Linked DNA regions of Sus scrofa: region 2 is linked to region 1. A link is a contact called in public HiChIP or PLAC-seq data. All regions are on one chromosome and are shown on one strand. The core of a region is the stretch at or near the end of the contact, and the rest is flanking DNA. Distances in the headings are between cores, read along the strand shown.

Region 1 (6,086 bases), core at 1,048-3,547:
GGACCACGTGCAGTTCATCCAGAGTCACCAGAGCGGGTGAGAGGGCGTGCGTGGGTAGAGCTGCAGGAAGGAGGGCAGCGTGGTGGGAGAAGCACGTGGGAGATCTCCAGATGGGCCTGAAGGGGAGGGAGGACCTGGTGCTGGGTGGGGAGATAGAGAAGAAGGTGTGAGTGGAGGCGTGGACGCTGGATTCGCACTAGGACGGCCAGGCGGCCCTAGGGCGAGTGGAGGTTAGCGGTTGGCAGTTTAATTTAGGATCCCTGGAACAGTTATGTGTTTTTCTTCAGTCACATTCCGCTGTCCAACTGCAGGCAAGGAGTAGGCAGAAAACTAGATGTTAGCAGGGGTGGAATTTTGGCAAGAACATAAGTCAGAGTGAGAGAGTGGCGAGGGTGTCTAGGGTGTGGGCAAGGGAATGTTTACAATGATTGCCCGAGAAATCTAAATCGGGTTAGGAGGGCAACCAGGACATGAGCGCCTGAAGGACAGTGAACAGGTGGTGGGATCAGTGGACTGGAGGATCCAGCGGGATTGAAGGATTACTGGAATCAGGGCACCAGAGAGAGTGCTAGAAAAACAGGAAGTGGTGATCAGAGAGAGATCCTTGAAAGTGTAAGTTTCAGAGGGCTTGTAATTATTAGTACTTTTTTTTTTTTTTTAGGGGCCTCCTCAGCATATGGAAGTTTCCAGGCTAGGGGTCCAATCGGAGCTACAACTGCCAGCCTCAGCCACAACCTTAGCAATGGAGGATCCGAGCCATGTCTGCGATCTATACCACAGCTCATGACAATGCGGATCCTTAACCTACCGAGCAAGGCCAGGGATTGAACCTGCAACCTCAAGGTTACTACTCGGATTTGTTTCCACTGAACCACTAGGGGAACTCCAGTTATTAGTATTATTAAATCTAGGCTATGACCAAGCCAGAGAGTGGCTGAAATAGGAGAAAAATCACTGAAAGAAACCAGTGAACCGAGAGGAGAGGTCTGAGAACTTGAAGATTGTACACCGGGAAGCCTTGCATTTGTTTCCTTTTGCTACTGGAGCAAATTACCATACATTTTGGGACTTAATAGGAATTTGTTGTCTTTCAGTGCTGGGGGTCAGAAGTCTGAAATGGGATTCACCTGGCTAAAATCAAGGAGTCAGCAGCTGATTCTCTCTGGAGGCTCAAGGCAGAGCCCCTGCCCCTGGCCTTTTTCAGCCTCTGGGCACTGCTGCGTCCCTTGGCCGTGGCTCCTTCCTCATCACTGCATCCCTCCATCCTCTGCGTCTCTCACACTCCTGTCTCAAGATCGTTAACTTAATCATATCTGCAAGGTTCCCCCCCCTCCCCTTTTTTGCAAGGTCCCTTTTGCCACTTAAGATATTCACACGTACTGGGGACATCTTTGGGGAGACATTCTTCAGCCTATGGCACCAGCAAAATACTCCTTTTCCTCTGTGAAGACTTTCCTGTCTCTGGCTTTCCCATCCCAACCCATCCCAGGCTAAGTTGATAAATATTCCTTTTTGTTCACCATTGTACCTTCCAAAAACATTCCTGTATTAAAGAATATGCCTCTTCCCCCCACTCCCCCACTCTTTTGGCGGCCCCACAGCATATGTAACTTGTGGGCCAGGGATTGGACCTGAGCCAGAGCTGCGACCTTAAGCGAGGCCAGGGATTGAGCCGGCATCCTCATGGATACTAGCTGGGATTCGTTACTGTTGAGTCACAATGGGAACTCCCACTTTTCCCAGTTTTGAGAGTTAATAGGCAAGGTGCCAGAGCCAGGAGTTTCCATTGTGGTGCAATGGGATCAGCAGTGTCTTGGGAGCACTGGGACCCAGGTTTGATCCCTGGCCCGGCACAGTAGGTTAAGGATCCTGCGTTGCCTGGGAACTCCATATGCCATGGGGCGGCCAAAACAAGGGGGAAAAAAAGGCTGAGAAGGGCATGGCAACCAGGGCCTCAGCCCACCAGGTCAGGCACCAAGACCAACAGAGGTCCAGCCAAGCGTGAGAGGAATGTAGCACAGGCAGAAGGAGGGAGAGATGGTTAATTGGAGCCTCAGGCTCTGTTACTGCAGTAGCAGAAGTTGTGGTTTTTCTGCCAACTTTCCTCTTTCAAATTTCCCACAAGAAGAACCAACCAGAATCCTGGAGGAACTGTCTGCAGAACTGAACTTACAAGAAAAACAACCCCAGCGGCAGAGAGGATGGACTAGAGTTAATGCAGTGATACCTTGCCCAGATCTTCAGAACTGAGATATTTCCCCAGCTGCTGGAGTGTTTGGCGGCTCCAGACTCTTAGCTGAGTCACTCTCCAGGAAATGCTCTCAGTCCTGAGCCCAAGAACATACCCTCCCTGGGGCCAGTCCCCACCCAATCACTGACGGACGCCAGGTACAAGGGTCTACCCGCTTTGCATCAAGGTGGGACAAGACAGGCCATGCATAGCTCCCCTTGGCTGCAGCCTGGCTTCTGTTGCATCCCAGCTCAGCTCCTCCTTCCACCCAATCCTACTTCCTTCTCTCCCCATGGATGCTGATCCTGAAGACAGCTCCCCCCCAATAAACCTCCTACAAACAATCCTATCTCATAGTGTGTCTCAGGGGACATGACCTAAGAAACCTTTGTCACAAATGTATTATAATTTATGACCAGGGACAGTTAAATCATACTAGAAACACCCTGGGGAGAGTGTTGTTCTCTGATAATTCACAAAGGAAGTTGCACAGAGGAACTGGATGGATATAGCTATTAGATAATAAGAGTGCTGTTGGGTTAAGCTTTACAGATGGGGGAAAACTCCCCGCTGAGATTGTTTCCAGGAGACAATCAGAGTGATGATAAATGAAATACAAAGTTTGGGCAAAGAGAATGATATGAGGCAATGTTCCGGGAGAAGAGGCCTATCAGAGACATCTCGCATCTTGTCTTACAACATTTTGAGCATCTTTTTATTCCAGCCACTGACGTGGCTGGTGCTGCGTGGGGTTAAGTGGAGCCGGCTGGCACTGCCATCAGTAGGTGACACCAACATTGCGTAGGTATAACCTGATGGCATCCCACCTCAACTCTATCACATTTCTCGCACTTTGTACCCCGTGGGACACCTAAAGAAACCCATTCAGCCATTCTGACACGATGGCTGTGCAAACCCAGCAAGGAGTTTTGTTTCCTGGGGCAGACGTTCCATTGACCAATGGGAGAGGCTGAGTGAACAATTTGGAGGCACATTTTACGTGACCCCTTAGAAAGTTTCCAGCAGGATGGAGCCCCGTGAACAGCTTAACAACACACCTTTGGATAATTTTTCCTCCTCTCCTGTTTTTTGCTTCCTAGCTTCATTCCTGTTTCTTGGGAATCACTTCCCATTCAAATCCTTATCTTAGGCTCTACTTTTTTAGGGAACCCAGGCCAAGACAGTTGGAGCCAGAAGTACCATAGAAAGGAAGCTTTCAGAGGAGTCTTGCTTTTCCATTGGCAAGGACCTCTGAGTGGTGTTAAGTGAGGTGCTAACAGCTATTGGCTGGCAGGAGCATCCTAATCATGAAGAATTTCACCAGTGATGGGGAGTTCCCACTGGGGCGCAGCAGAAACAAATCTGACTAGGAACCATGAGGTTGCGGGTTCGACCCCTGGCCTTGCTCACTGAGTTAAGGATCCTGTGTTGCTGATGTGTAGGCTGGCAGCTGTAGCTCGATTCAACTCCTAGCCTGGGAACCTCCATATGTCGCACTCGCGGCCCTAAAAAGAAAAGAAAAAAAAAAAGCAAAATAAACCGCAGCAATCCTAGGGAGGTAAGATGGGCAGCTAACTAAGAGGTTACTTCACTTATATAAGCAAGAAAACTCTTGGTGAGTTTTAGTGAGCAGAGGGTAAACGTTGACTGCAGAAGTGGAAAGTCACGGCCACTCACCTAGTTTCCAGATCTGAGCCAGTTTTCCCTCCCAGAAGCCAGTGATTGAAGGAGAGCCTAGGTCCACTTAAGAAAGACCCCTACAGGAGTTCCCCTTGTGGAGCAACGGAAACGAATCTGAATAGTATCCACGAGGATGCAGGTTCAATCCCTGACCTCGCTCAGTGGTTCTGGCGCTGCCTTGAGCGTGGTGTAGGTCGCAGATGCAGCTTGGATCTGGTATTTCTGTGGCTGAGGTATAGGCTGGTGGCTGTAGGTCTCATTCAACCCCTAGCCTGAGTACTTCCTTATGCCACAGGTGCGGCCCTAAAAAGCAAAAGAGAGAAAGAAATGATGAAAGAGAAGAAGGAAGGAAGGGGGAGGGAGGAGGAAGAAGAAGGAAAGAAAGGATAGAAGGAAGGAAGAACCCTGCAATAGGAGTATACCGTTATACTTTCTCCTTTCTTTTCTTTTTTTTTTTTCCATCGTTTTAGGGCGGCACCTGAGGCATATGGAGGTTCCCAGGCTAGGAGTTGAATTGGAGCTACAGCTGCTGCCCTACACCACAGCCACAGCAACACCAGATCCGAGCTGCCTCTGCGACCTACACTGTAGCTCACGGCAATGCCGGATCATTAACCCATGGAGTGAGGCAGGGATCGGACCTGCAACCTCATGGTTCCTAGTCAGATTCGTTTCCACTGTGCCACAGTGGGAACTCCACAATGACTGTGCCTTTTGAGGGCTACTGGATGTAGAGGACTCAAAACACTATCACAATCCCTCATAACAGGTGAAACTTAAAGATCCAGGTGATAAATGGAACTCTGTCCAGGCCCATCTGAGGGTGAGTCTCCTGAGACCACAGACACATTGTGGTTATTGTCCCAGTCCCAAGGGCATACATGCACTTAACAGAAAGCAGGATCCTTACATTGATGCCTGATCTCCTGAGTAAGGGCTATGATGGTAGGAAGAGCCAAGTGGAGGTCCTTATATATAATGCCCTCCTCCAGCCAAGATAGTAAAAAAGAAGCAGTCACATGCTCCAAGAACAACAGTGGAGACAGGCAAAGGGACAAAAGGATAGCCACCCCCATCACATCCCCATTGAATTCACCTGTTTGGCCCTTGTGAAAACTAGATGGACTGAGGCACGTGGTGACCAGGGTGACCCAGCTGCAGCTGTTGTACTAGAGGTTGAATCTTTTTTTTTTTTTTAGAGCCTATGGTTCCCAGGCTAGGGGTCCTATCTGAACTGTGGCCACCAGCCTAGGCCAGAGCCACAGCAACGCAGGATCCGAGCTGCATCAGGACCTACACCGCAGCTCATGGCAATGCTGGATCCTTAACCCACTGAGTGAGGCCAGGGATTGAGCCCACATCCTTATGGATGCTAGTCAGATTCATTAACCACTGAGCCATGAGGAGACTCCCAGAGGTTGAATCATCACCGGACTATATTAACATAGTCTCTGGCACTTGGAGTGCAACTCCTGAAACTAGTAAAACACATGTAACAAAGAGGGAGATAAATACCAAAAAAATACTTACTTGGACAGAAGTAGACATAGTCACAGGTAAGCTTTGAGGATTTACAGCAATTTCCCCCAGAGGTGATGAAGCTACCAGTATGATTAGATCCTGCTATTATTGTATTTTACTCACAGTGGACAATAAAAGGGAAAAGTAAAGGTTTTGAGAGATTTATCTACAATAACCTCTTGTGTGTTTGCTGAGCCTCCTAGTTTGTAAGTATGACCATTTTGCTGCTGCAACTAAAGAACAAATGAGTGAGTGGTAACAGAAAAAAACTTAAAAATAGAGATTTATTGTTGTTGTTTTGTACATAATGCTCTAGGATGAATCTGTTTCTTCTTCTTGGTGCTGCCAGGAAACCCAAATGACATGAGAGCCTTAGAAATAAACAAATAGCCACTGCTACTATTGGGAGAAATAAAGGGAAAAAAGCTGCGGAAAAAAAATAATAAAGCCATCCAAAACAATAGAAATGTGTGATCAAGTGTGAACGTTTTGGTATTGGGTGGAAGAGGATGCTAGAGTCACCACAGGTGGCTGGCGATCCCAGGGAAGCAATGATGCCTGAGAGGAGGAAAGGAGGGAGAAACAGCAGTGTGAAGAAGGCAGTGAAGAACAGACAGGACGTGTGGATGGGATAAAAGGCACAGGAAAGAGGGAG
Region 2 (5,614 bases), core at 476-2,975, 47 kb before region 1:
AGGAGGGCATCCTGAGCCTGAAACAAAAATCAGACCCAAGAAGGCGTCCCTTTTACCATCTGCCAGGGCCTCAGAGAGCCTGCTGTGCCCTGACCTCTGCTCCTACCTGCAGGCTGGGCGTGGGGAGCGCCGTGAAACCCCACCTTGGATGAAGATTGCCGCATTCATCCTCTGGATGCTTAGCCCGGACACCTCGTTTCTGAAATGAGACTATGTTTTGTGATTTAAACATCTGTCCATAGACTGATCCCATACTCCAGAGAGAGCGGGAAAGGTCTGGAGCCCATGGTGTTTAGTCTAATGGCAGGGAAGAGCTCACGGAACACATTTGAAGGAGCGGTGGGTGACAAAAAGTTGCTTTTGGACCACATCCTAGGAGCGGTGCTAGTCACATGTGTGGGTGTGGTGGTTAATGGTGATGGGCAGGCCTCAGACCCCTAATCTGCAGGGGTCTACAGGGCGGGTCCTGTGGTTGAGGAGCCGCCGGCAGGAGCAGGGACCAACCCAAACCAGCTCCAAGGGAGAGGTCACTTCAAGGACTCTGACTCGTGGTACAGGCTGAGTTAAAAAAATTCATCTGTGTTGTTAATGGATGCATTTGGAGTGGATAAGCAATGAGCTCCTGCTGTAGAGCACAGGGAGCTCTGTCTGGTCGCTTATGATGGAACATGATGGAGGATAATGTGAGAAAAAGAATGTGTATATATGTGTGACTGGGTCGCTTTGCTGCACAGTAGAAACTGACAGAATGCTCTAAACCAACTCTAGTGGAAAAAATTAAAATCATGAAGAAATGTGTCTGTGCAGAAGATGACACATTTGTAGACGGAGTTACTGCCTGAGTCAAAATTCCATGGGACTCGGGGGTATAGCTCAGGGGTAGAGTATTTGATTGCAAAATTCCATGGGACAGAGTCCCACTCCCAGCTGTAGTCCCCCCTCCACCCATGACTCACAAAGGGTGAGAATTGCACCCCCCTCCCCAGCCCAGTCTTCCTGAGAAACCGACACTGAACTCCACCAAGCTGATCAGACTTCATCCTGTGACGTGTCAGAGCTAGGCGAGAGAGACATGCTTGCAGGTGGATCCTGGTTCCAGTTTGGAGAAATTGACCCCAGGGATACATGTCCTGCTCCTTAGGGAATGAAAATAAAAGATGTTACTGGAAAGCTGAATTAATACGCAACATACTTGGAGTTCCCACTATGGCTCAGCAGTATCAGCAGTAATGAATCTGACTAGTATCCCTGAAGATGAGAGTTTGATCCCTGGCCTCGCGCATGGGTTAAGGATCTGGTATTGCCTTGAGCTGTGCTGTAGGTCGAAGACGTGGCTGGGATCTGGCATTGCTGTGGCTGTGGCTGGCAGCTGCAGCTCTGATTCCACCCCTAGCCTGGGAACTTCCACATGCTGTGGGTGCGGCTCTAAAAATACAAAAACAAACAAACAAAACCCCCAAACAAACAAAACCATGCAACATCCTTATACATTCTGCCAAGTGTACAGCTCCAGAAATCTTTGATTCTGTGCCTTGCCTCCAAGCACCGTCCAAGAGCCTGAATTTTTGCTCTCCAGGCGATGTTTGCACTGCCTCTGTGTGTGTGTGTGTGTGTGTGTGTGTGTGTGTGTGTGTGTGTGTGTGTGTGTGTGTGTCTGCGAGCTGCCACTGCGGCTGCCATCTCGGACTGCAGCTGGTGTTGATGGCGCTGAAGCGCTGAGTCACTGGCTGTTTAGTTGCCCTTACATCACGTTCCATTGTCCTTTCTTCCTTTCTAGGCTTTTAAGGGCTCTTTCAGTGGTTTGGTTTGGTTTTGTTTTTGCCTCCGGGCCTGTTCCTATTGGGAAAAATGGCTACAAAAACCCAGAAGCTGCTGGGGCTTCTGAATAAACCTGAACAGAAGGACAGGCCGTTCCTGCAGGCTGCTGAGAACACCCAGTGCCCACATCTCCTCAGGGGCACCCAGTGGGCAGGGGAAGTGAGCAGGGTGCCCCAGGGTGGGCTCTGGCTCATTTTTCGGTAGCTCTCCCTGCTGTGCTAGTTTGAACTAGATCTGATGCGTGTAACAATCTTTCTGCATTCCAGATCCCACGCTCTCCATGTCCTGTTTTCGCACAAGTGTAACAGGTGGTGTAATTATCTGCGTGACATAAATTCTTGGAGAGCTGGCCTCCGGAGAACTGTCTTTAAATGACCATTTTGACCCAACAAGCTTGTCACTTTATTAACATTTTTTGGTTATAAAAAGACCTATTTATTATGGAAAAATTGGGGGAAACCCAGAAAAGTATAACGAATGAAATAAAAAGTATCCATAATCCATCATCCTGGAGTGCTCACTGAACATCTCGATGTAGACTTTTTCCAATATTTTTGTTTATATCTACCGGGAACCATCGACTGGAGCCACCACGTTGACTAGTCACAGTAATAGCCACTTGCAAGCGTTGTGTCACAGTGGCAGGCCCTGATAAGGTACGCGGTGCAGCCCTGAAGACTAACCAGGAGGATTTGGGAGGGGCCTACGGGAGGGGGAGACAACCAACCTCCCAGGATCCTTGGCGCTGGAATCCATCTTGGCCGAGAGGTGCAGGTGGCACCAGAAAGGACCCTGAGCCAGACTGAATACAGGCCGAGCAAGACGACTGGCCAGAGACAGCCCGGAAACTAACCCCATTCCCATAAAATCTGAGGCTGTGAGCCTCGTGGCTGAGCCGTTCTCCTGGGTTCCTTCTCCTGCTGCTCTGGACCCCGGGCGCCCCTTCCCAGTAGGTCTCGTGCTTTCTCAGCACGGGTGTCTCCTTGGACAACTCAGTCCTGAGAGTCAGACAAGAGCCCATGCCGGGGCCCTGGGAGGGGGTCCCCCTTCCTGCCACATAGCAATGGATTTGCACACACATTGTACATATCAGGCCCACACTGGACATTTTGTTTGAATTGTAAAATGTGCTGTGAATATACTCTTATGTACATTCTGGAAGTGCTGCAAACTAGTGAAGTCTGAGCCAGGAGATATTGCTGTATCTTTGCCTTATTTACTGTTTTATTTATTTATTTATTTATTGGTTTTTTAGGGCTGCACCTGTGGCACAAGGAAGTTCCCAGGATGGGGGTAGAATCAGAGCCCTAGCCACAGCCACATAGGATCTGAGCCATGTCTGAGACCTACACCACAGCTCACGGCAATGCCGGATCCTTAACCCACTGAGCGAGGCCAGGAATCGAACCTGCATCTTCCGATTTGTTTCTGCTGAGCCACGATGGTCCTTTCATTTTTAGTTCCGGGACATTTTTCTTGCCAAGACGGCCTCATCCACAGGTCCCGTCCTTTCCTCCCGCTTCTGCCAGGTGTTTAGAGCATCATCTCAGGTAACCCCTCCGTCTCTTCTTTTGTCTTCTGAGAACCCAGAGGTTCTCAAACTCGAGGGTGATGCACACTGAGGTGTGTGGAATGATTAGCCAATGGGGACCTGCTGTATAGCTCAGAGAACCCTACCCAGTATTCTGTGATTATCTGTGTGGAAAAAGAATCTGAAGAGAATGGATATGTGTATATATATATGACTGGGTCACTTTTGCTGTAAGGCAGAAATTATCACAACCTTGTAAATCAACTATACTTCAATAAAACTTGAAAAAAAAAAAAAACCCAAACTTTGAGTTCCTGTTGTGACTCAGCAGTAACAAACAGGACTAGCATCCATGTGATCCCTGGCCTCACTGAGTAGGTTAAGGATCTGGTGCCATGATCTGTGGTTGTAGGTTGCAGTCAAGCTCAGATCCCACGTTGCTGTGACTGTGGTGTAGGCTGGCAGCTGTAGCTGATTTGGCCCCTAGCCTGGGAACCTCCATATGCTGCACCTGCAGCCCTAAAAAGACAAAAACCCCAAAACCACAAAAACTTGAGAGTACATCAAAATCACCTGGAAGCCTCAAAAAAAAAAAAAAAAAAAAAAAAAAAAAGAGTTCCCTGGTGGTAAACAGTTAAGGATCTGGTGTTGTCACTGCTGTGGCTCAAGTTCGATCCCTGGCCCTGGTACTTCTGCATGCCATGGGCACGGCCAAAAATAAATAAATAAATAAATCACCTGGAAGGTTCAAAAGAGGGGACTGGGCTTCATCTCCAGCATTTCAGGTTAGTAGGGATGGCTTCGGTGGTGGGGCAAGCTCCTGGGGGTATGGCCTGTGTTGGTTCAGTGGAGCTACAAGGGGAACTCCCCAAAGCCTTGTTTTTAACTTGTGCCATCTCCTTGCAGTGTCACCTACACTACAGAGGACAGAACTGCTTTTTAAACAATTTTTTTTTAGCCACACCTTCGGCAGGTGGAAGTTCCTGGGGCAGGGATGGAAAACGAACCTCTGCAGTGACAATGCCCAATCATTAACCTGTAGGCCACCAGGGAACTCCCAGAGTCAGAAGGGCTTTGGAGAAGCCCCTCGGTACCTGAGAGTAGAGGGCAGGGTTTTTTTCCCTCCCCCTGCCTCACATTCTCCCAAAGAGCTGGCTCAACAGGAAATGCACAGATGCCCAGACTGTTTGTTAAAGGAAATGACACATTATCCTCTTCCCAACATCTGGTAATTCCTGAAAGACACTCAGGCCCTGATAATACTGTCGGCTCACTCACTGCCTGTGTTTTCTTTCCCGAGGAGGGGGGAGGGAGGGGCAACCCTGGAGCGGGGACAGAGTCTATTTTCAGTGTCAGCTGCAGGGGACGCCTTGAGGAGGGGAGAAGGATCAGCAGCACTGCTGTTCTGTTCGATGAGCCAGGAACGCAGGCTTCCTTCCTGTCTGGCGCTGAGCAACCATCTCTTTCTTCAGTTTTTTTTCCCTTTTTTGGCCACCCCGTGGCATATGGAACTCCTGGGCCACAGATCAGTCTGAGCCACGGTTGCAACCTAGCCTGCAGCTGTGGCAATACCAGATCTTAAACTCACTGTGCCGGGCTGGGGATCGAACTTGCATCCCAGTGCTCCCAAGAGGGCACAGATCCTGTTGTGCCACAGCGGCAACTCCTCTTTCTTCAGTTTTAAATCTTCCGTGGAGAGCTGCAAAGATTTAAACATGCCACACCCGGTGGCTGGACACGAGGGCAGATGGGCTGATGACAAGGGGAGAGGGGATTTGGCTGGACACGGGGTGTTGGGGTTGCACAAAGGGGAGTGGAGCTGGGTCTGGTCAGAGGCTCTCCCAGTGTGCCATGGGGGCTCATAGGGACTTGGCAACTTCTGGCTGCCCCTTGGCTGGGACATGCACATATTTTTCCATCCTTAAGTCATCCTCTGTAAGCAAAATGTACTGTGCAGCAGGAAGAGGAGAGGTGTGAGTCCGATGCCTGGTTTCTCCAGGTGAAAAAGGAGGAGAAGAGCTTTGAACTCAGAGAGCCGAGAGGTGGGAGTCTCCGGGCTGACGCCTACTCAGCATCTAGACTGACAGAGCAACCTCAAGTCCAGATCTGAGAGAAGCAAGTCTTGTTCTCCTTAAATTAGCACGGGACTTGGGGGCGGGCAGGGGGAGGGCACCTCCGCCTCCGGATCCGCGGGCATCTGTGGTGCCAGGTCTTTGTTTGGTTCCAGCCAGGGCCCGCTGGTGAAGGCATCCTGGGAATTCGGCC

The links. HiChIP or PLAC-seq counts read pairs in DNA pulled down with a chosen protein or histone mark.
Region 2: a contact with region 1 is called in an H3K27ac HiChIP or PLAC-seq map of skeletal muscle. The contact joins two enhancer-like sites. A contact is called at or near these places in 1 of 5 promoter capture datasets (liver), 14 of 47 Hi-C or Micro-C datasets (alveolar macrophages, fetal heart ventricle, heart right ventricle and 6 more) and 2 of 2 datasets of contacts at active chromatin or transcription factors (alveolar macrophages and skeletal muscle).

The regions. Positions count from the first base shown.
Region 1 is chr10:14,961,757-14,967,842 of Sscrofa11.1, reverse strand. No RefSeq gene overlaps it. Among named protein-coding and RNA genes, the nearest start is that of CDC42BPA, 24 kb to the right of the region's middle. Within about 2 kb of position 2,297, at least 15 of the 83 cell types and tissues checked have an H3K27ac peak or open chromatin away from gene starts, as enhancers often do. A contact at or near this core is called in alveolar macrophages, retroperitoneal adipose tissue and skeletal muscle, where this site is marked.
Region 2 is chr10:15,008,657-15,014,270 of Sscrofa11.1, reverse strand. No RefSeq gene overlaps it. Among named protein-coding and RNA genes, the nearest start is that of AHCTF1, 31 kb to the left of the region's middle. Within about 2 kb of position 1,725, at least 33 of the 83 cell types and tissues checked have an H3K27ac peak or open chromatin away from gene starts, as enhancers often do. A contact at or near this core is called in alveolar macrophages, retroperitoneal adipose tissue and skeletal muscle, where this site is marked.